2 separate regions of the Triticum aestivum genome follow, and region 2 is linked to region 1. The links are chromatin contacts, called in public Hi-C maps. All regions are on one chromosome and are shown on one strand. The core of a region is the stretch at or near the end of the contact, and the rest is flanking DNA. Distances in the headings are between cores, read along the strand shown.

Evidence for each region. Hi-C and Micro-C count contacts between places; a contact is called where the count stands out from the background.
Region 2: a Hi-C map of an unstated tissue shows a contact between it and region 1, with 8 times the contacts expected there. The contact joins the enhancer-like site here to the promoter of LOC123144959 in region 1. A contact is called at or near these places in 4 of 5 Hi-C or Micro-C datasets (leaf, root and an unstated tissue).

What each region holds. Positions count from the first base shown.
Region 1 is chr6D:334,433,647-334,437,351 of IWGSC CS RefSeq v2.1, reverse strand. It overlaps LOC123144959 (aldehyde dehydrogenase family 3 member F1), which reads left to right and starts at 1,716. Exons shown (of 9, transcript XM_044564234.1): 1 at 1,716-2,036; 2 at 2,108-2,176; 3 at 2,257-2,353. The coding sequence starts at 1,824.
Region 2 is chr6D:334,574,496-334,578,200 of IWGSC CS RefSeq v2.1, reverse strand. No RefSeq gene overlaps it. Among protein-coding and RNA genes, the nearest start is that of LOC123141580, 50 kb to the left of the region's middle. Within about 2 kb of position 1,685, at least 1 of the 8 cell types and tissues checked has an H3K27ac peak or open chromatin away from gene starts, as enhancers often do.

The DNA.
Region 1 (3,705 bases), core at 467-2,966:
CTGCGGTAGTACCGCCCTCTGCGGGGCTGTTTGGGGTCTATAAAAGGGGTCTTCTTCTCCAAAATTGAACTACCTCTTCCCCAAAAAGCTCCATTGTTGCTCCAAGCTCCATTTCCGCCCGATCTCTCTTCCTAGCCAATCAAACTTGTTGATTTGCTCGGGATTGGTTGAGAAGGCCCCGATCTACACTTCCACCAAGAGAAATTTGATTCCCCCACTAATCCCTAGCGGATCTTGTTACTCTTGGGTGTTTGAGCACCCTAGACGGTTGAGGTCACCGCGGAGCCATAGTCCATTGTGGTGAAGCTTCGTGGTGTCGTTGGGAGCCTCCAATTAAGTTGTGGAGATTGCCCCAACCTTGTTTGTAAAGGTTCGGTCGCCCCCTCCAAGGGCACCAATAGTGGAATTATGGCATCTCGCATTGTGTGAGGGCGTGAGGAGAATACGGTGGCCCTAGTGACTTCTTGGGGAGCATTGTGCCTCCACATCGCTCTAACGGAGACGTACTTCCCTTCAAAAGGAAGGAACTTCGGTAACACATCCTCGTCTCCACCGGCTCCACTCTTGGTTATCTCATCCCTTTACTTGTGCAAGTTTGTTTGTGTTGCATCCTTTGCTTGCTTGTGTGCTTGTGGTTGTTGCATCATATAGGTTGCTCACCTAGTTGCATATCTAGACAGCCTACTTTGATGCAAAGTTTAATTTGGTAAAGAAAAGCTAAAAATTGTTAGTTGCCTATTCACCCCCCCTAGTCAACTATATCGATCCTTTCAGCCGGGGGTCCGCCTCCATTTCCCAAAAAAATTATGATGATTTGTGTTATTTTCTATCTGGACTTTGATGAAATCCGCCGTGTTTGCATGAATTTTGTCCGGTTAGTTGAAACACTGCTTGAAATGTAAGCGGACATATGCGGCTAGCATTGGATGACCGCCTCAGGCATCAGTGTCCGTGGACTTGTCCCCTCTCCGCGGACTAATGCTGAAGCAAATTTACGGGTCACCGTTGAAAATGCCCTTAGTGACAAAAGCAGTTGGCCCTTTTTGCCGAGTTTTTGAGGTTGCCTGAGTGTTATACTCGACATGGATCATCTTTGCCGAGTGCCCGACGAAAAGAAAACGGGAAATGTGTCGGCACTCGGAAAGACGGATTTTCGAGCAGTGGAATGAATATACTGTTTCCATAAGCAAATTTGTGGAGACAAGAGGTGATTTGGTCACTTTTCAACAACCATCTTTGCTGAACCAATAAATCTCCTCACCAGTCAAAATGTTATTAAGGGCGACTACAATTTCAGTCCTTCTGCTGCGCAACATAGGTAGCACCATCACACGTATCTAGATAAAATAGATGATGTGGCAAGCGATAAATGAAGAAATGAAGGAAAGTGGTAACATAGCTAGTTACTAGTAGTATGAGTAACATCACAAATATCAAGGCAAAATGAGTCTATATAGCCTAATAAATGAAGTGTTGCATGTTACCACACATATGTTACTCCCCACTATAGAGGTAGTAACATAAACTAGTAATATGTGCATGTTACTAGTCTATGTTACTACCCATTGTGGCTAGTCTAAAAGGCCCCAACTCCTCTAGTTAATGCGGATTTGGGTTCCCGCAAAAGAAATTGTGGATTTCGGTAATCACGGTCCATAAACTGCCATGTTCACTCCACAAGTCCACATGAACCACGACACACTACCCAGTCAGTCAGTCTGCCACGCTCCGCCTTTGGTTGCCTTGCCTATTTAACACACGTTGGGTCGCCCGCATGCTCAACCCAAGCTAAGCCGGTGCCCGCCCCTTCCATCCATCCATCCATGGGAACCATGGAGGAGAAGCCGGCCCTTGGCTTGGGGAGCCTCGTGAGCAGCCTGCGAGTGGTGTACAAGAGCGGCAGGACCAAGGACCTCTCATGGAGGCGGTCGCAGCTCAACGGGCTCATCAGGCTCCTGACGGAGAAGGAGGAGGAGATCTTCGACGCGCTCCACGACGACCTCGGCAAGCACCGGACTGAATCCTTCAGAGACGAGGTACGTAACTATAGAGGGTTGTTGCTCCGTTTTGGCCAATCTCTCCCCTGATCTGTGCTGCTGGTCTTTAGGTTGGTGTTGTCGTCAAGTCCATCAAGCACACGCTGCAAAACCTCGAGAAATGGGCGGCCCCTGAGAAGGCAAGTCCTTGCCAATCGCCATGGCTTTATATACAAACTTAATTGGGCTGCTGCATGACTTGTTGTTTTTGTCAGTGTAGGCTCCTACGCCGTTGGTTTCCTTTCCGGCGACGGCGCTGGTGCTGCCGGAGCCGCTCGGGGTCGTGCTCATTTTCTCCTGCTGGAATCTCCCATTAGGTGCCCTCTTTGCTCCACAACCCCTTCAGTTTCATTATGCCTGTTCTCTCAGTTCTTCATTATCTTTGCAATGAGATGAATAGACGATGAAGTCTGACGCCGAATCACTGCTAGTCACCATGTTGGTTAGATAGATATCAGGCCATCATACGAATTCTATCATCTATTTATTGACCGGCAATTCTCGTATTTATATTGCGTGATTAATTACTTGATGGAGACCATCGGTGCCTACCGGAAATCAGTATAAGACACTTAAGAAAGTGACTACTGCAGAAAAGAACATCTTCGGTGTCGGAAAAAATCGATCATGACAGACCAATTCTCACCGCTAGCATCTAAAAAACGAATCTCACCACTAGTACCAGCGTAGCATCTAAAGAAAAAGAGGTTCAAAGAAGACGATTACGAGGTGTTGTTGGCTCGCTGTACGCTCACATGGTTTACTGCCAAAGTACCTCACATGCTTGTACGACCAAAGACCAGCGGTGCTGTACGAGGTCTGAGTTTAAACAACCTTTCTGATGGCAACAAGCTAGGTGCAGTCTTGCGATTGTGACAAGTGCATGCCTTCCATTTCCTACATACATGTGGTTGGTTGGTCACTTGTATGACAGGTTGATATGCTTAAGAGCATCTACAGCGGGGCGTTCTAAACCTGCCTCATATGTCCAGGTAGGCCGCCCGGTCACCGATCATTTTTTGACCCCAAAGGCCACCTCAAACGGGCCTCAAACGACCGGGCTGACCAGTACCCTTCATATACAACTCAAATATGGGACGGATAGGCGCGTCCGTCACGTAGGACTAACGATGGGGTCCCACGCGGACTCGCCTAGAAACTCGGCGGTCGAACGGACGCCTCCTCCATCGCTGCGGTGTGAACGCCGCGTGGCGCCACTCCGCCTCGCCGCCCAAGGCCAAATCCGGCTATTTAAGCCGGCCAGCGTCCCCCAACCCTAGCCCGTCCAACTCCTCCCTCTCACTGCCGCCACCCGAACCCGTCCATCTCCTCCCCCGTTCTTCCACACTCTCCAGCATAGCCATGGTTCGGCGGCTGATCACCACGTACACTATGCTCATTCCCGAGCGCCGGAGGCAGATCGCGGAGGAGATCCAGGCAAGGCGCGCCGCCCACATCGTTGTCGAGTTGCCTCCGGACTCGCCGGAGTCCGAGGAGGATGCGGAGCAGCAGCCGGAGGAGAAGGAGGTAGAGTCGCTGCCGGAGCCGGTGGAAGGGGCGGATCTGGAGGACGACGGGGTGGAGCTACCGGAGCAGGGCTTCAACATGGCGGAGGCGGAGGTGGAGTTTGTCGTCGCCCAAGCCACGGAGTTGGCGGAGCAGCAGGTCA
Region 2 (3,705 bases), core at 436-2,935, 140 kb before region 1:
TTTTCATACAAATTTTGTATTTTTTGTATAAATATTTTGCACTACACACAAAAACGTATATATTTTTCATATACATGACAAACATTTTTACACTGATTTAACAATTTTAAAATCCTTGATTAACATTTTTTAAATTCATGATGAACATTTTGTACACACATTTCGTATTTTTGGTATACTTTTTTCATACACATGAGAAATTTTGTTTATACATATTTAACATTTTTCAAATACTTAATTAACATTTTTGAAATGCTTGATCAACATTTTTCTAAATACATGATCAACTTTTTTCATACACGTTGTATATAGTTTTCGTATACATAAGAAATACTTTTCTATAGACATTTAACAATTTTCAAATGCTTGAGTAATATTTGTCAAATGTTTTATGTAAATTTGTTTTGTAATATAAATATTTAGAATATTTGGACATATAAACAAAGTAAAAAATGTATATATAACGAAAACAAAACAAAAGGCCCAGGTTGTGGCCTTCGGCCTCGCGCGCTGGGTCGGCCCAGTTTTGCACACGCGGCGCTCGCACGCAATAGACGAGACATGGGCACGGGAGCTCCTAGTTGGGGCAAAACCTATTTGGCGCTGCAGGCACCGGTTTCTTCGGGTTTTTTGCAAACTGTCGCCTGCAGGCGCTTTAGCTGGGCTCGGCCCGTTTATCTCTTTCGCTCGCGTATTCAAAGCGCAAAAATTCCACGATATCTAGGAATCCAACCAAGGACTCGCTGGTTCAGGGCGCACAGTGGTAACCACCCCGCCACAAGACCTTGATTCGCTAAGTTCCATCACTTGTTTTACTTATCATCTTTTCTTTCCTTTTTCTGTTTTTTATTTTTTCCTGTTTTCTATATTCGTTTTTTTGCTTTCTGTTTTATTTTTCCTTCTTGTTCATTCGATTTTTCTCAAATCCATCTACATTTTTAAAAATTGATGAACTTTTTTAAGATTTTCTGAACTTTTTTCTAGTTCAATGAACTTTTTTCAAATTTGATAAAGTTTTTTTCCAAATTCGATGAAATTTTTCCAAATCCGATGTACTTTTTTCAATATTGACGAATTGTTCCTTCAAATTTGTTAATTGTTTTCAAAATTAATGAACTATTTTTTCAAAGTCATTGAACTTTTTGTCAAAATCGATGATCTTTTTGTCAAAATCGATGAATTTTTGTCAAAATCGATGAATTTTTTTCAAAACCGATGAACTTTTTCCGAAAATGATGATCTTTTTGAAAATGAAATCGTGAACTTTTTTAAGTTTGTGAATTTTTCTTCAAAAATGATGAACTACTTCTCAAAATCGATGAACTTTATTTAAGTTGTGAACTTTTGTCTCAAAATCAATGAACGATTTTAAATTGATGATTTTAAAAAAATAGAAATCTAAATTATAAATAAATAGCGTGGCTATACTAGTTCATGTACTGTTAGCGCTATTAAAATCACAGTTGTCCAATTGCTGCGGTGGTCAGCTAAGCTCAAACATGGCTTGACTTCGCGAGCGATGCGAGTCTCCCTTTTTTGCGTTTTTATGTTGATTTTTGTTCGCCACGATTTCCCTTAGCGGGCCTACCCAGTAAAGCGTTGTAGCGGGCGCCAGCTACTATTCGGCCATTTAAGGCGCCGAATAGGAGCTCCCCCCTAGTTGGCGCTTTCAGCGCCGATACGGGAAAGTGGCGCTCAAGCGCCCCCGAACTTGGGCCGGCCCAACGCAGGTGTTTGCTCGGTCGGCAGGTAGCTTGATGGTTCGCTCGGTCGATACGTCGCTCGATGTTTCGCTCGTTCCTTCTTCAGTCGCGGTTGAGGTTGTGTTGACTTAAAAAAAACCCAGAAAAAGCACGAAAATTCATGAATTAAAAAATATACATAGATTTTGAAAAAAAAACGTCCACAAACTTCAAAACATTGACAAATTCGGTAAAAATCATCAAATTTGATTTTTTTAATCAAATTTGAAAACAAAAGTCATCAAATATGAAAAACAAAGTTCATCAATTTTAGAAAAAGTTCATCGATTGTCAAAAAAATATTCATTGATTTTAAGAAAAACATGGATTTTGGAAAAATCTTCATCTAATTTGGAAAAATGTTCATCGACTTCGAAAAATGTTAATCGACTTTGAAAAAAGTTCAGCATATTGTAAAATATCATCGATTTTGAAAAAAGTTCATCAAATTGTAAAAAAAGTTCATCAATTTTGAATAAAAGTTCATCAAAATTGAAAAGAATCATGAATTTTTAAAAAAAATCGTTGATTTTGAAAAAAAGGTCATCAATTTGAAAAAAAGTTCAGCAAATTTCAAAAAGTACATCGATTTGAAGAAAAAGTTCACATATTTAAAAAAGCAATTCATCAAACCAGAAGAATAAAAAACAAAAAGGAAAAAGCAATAATGAATAAAAAGAAAAAAGAAAAAAATGAAAAAAAGGAAAACGAAGGAATAAAAGAAGGAAGCAGTTGCTAGTTAGCAGATTCCGCTTTGTGGCGTGGTGGTTAGACGAACCTACCACTTTGGCAGAGGTCGTGGGTCCGATACATGAAACTAGCGCTATTTTTTGCCGATTAAAAACACGGTATATGGGCCGAGCCCAACTAACGCAGCTGCAGGCACTTGTTTGCAGAAACAGCTATAACCGGCGCCTGTGGCGCCAAATAGGATTCGCCCATGGGCATGCCCCGTGTTGGTGGCTGGTGGCACTTCGTTTCACTCGGGGCCGTGGCGTCATAATTGCCTCTGATTACTTGAAAATCTTGTCGGCAAAAGCCCATCCGGTTCGATGTATCAAACGAACTGCAAGTACGTTTGGAGATGGACTAACTAACGGTTAGCCCCATCACCATAGGTAAGTCTCCCCTCCCCCAGTCGGCCTTGCCGGCGTCAGGAGGGGCGGGGAACATGATCTATGAGTGGAGTTCTTAATAAAAGTAGTGTTTTCAATAGATAGGGTTAGGGTTTTGGTAGCCGTCTTCTTCATCAATGGAGATGTCATCGTCTATAATAAGTAATCTTTGGCCATTCGTTCGACGATGAGATCTCCTTCCCAACGTCAATGATGGTGTTGGAAGATTAAACTTGTCTAGGTATGATCCTTCAGATCGATTTTGGATTTTCTTCTCTTGGTTGCATGAGGAGGTTTGTCCTCGCAATATCTGCCCCGGCTGCTACGTCCTTGACAACGGTGATTTGTACTCTCAGCTCCCAGCGACGTCGACCAGGCTGTTTGGTTGTCTTTCCCTGGAATGCCGGTGTAGGTTCTTTTGCCGATGTTGGTTGCTTATTTTATTGACTACATGCATGCATCGTGGCCTTGGCATTGTGGCTCAAATGAAAACTACGGGAGAACCCTTGTGGGTATTTACAGGTTTGTGGTTTGCTATTGTTGTTAGTTTTCTATGGCTGCCTTCAGAAGTACTAGATTATGTCATGAAAGAAGAAAGAGTTTCAAGATCTCAAAGATTTACTCGTTTCCTGTAGACTTTGTTTTGTAATCATTCTAATCAGCTCATGTATCTCTACCATCTACTATTCGTTACTATAAATATATCATGGCATTGATTGGAAAACAAAAAACTAATGGGTACCCCGCGGGGGCTTCCCAGTGGGAATTTGCGAGCACAGGGGGCGTCTTGAGCCGCCACGTGGTGCTCCCCAACGCCGCCACGTGTCACGCATTGGGCACACCCACGG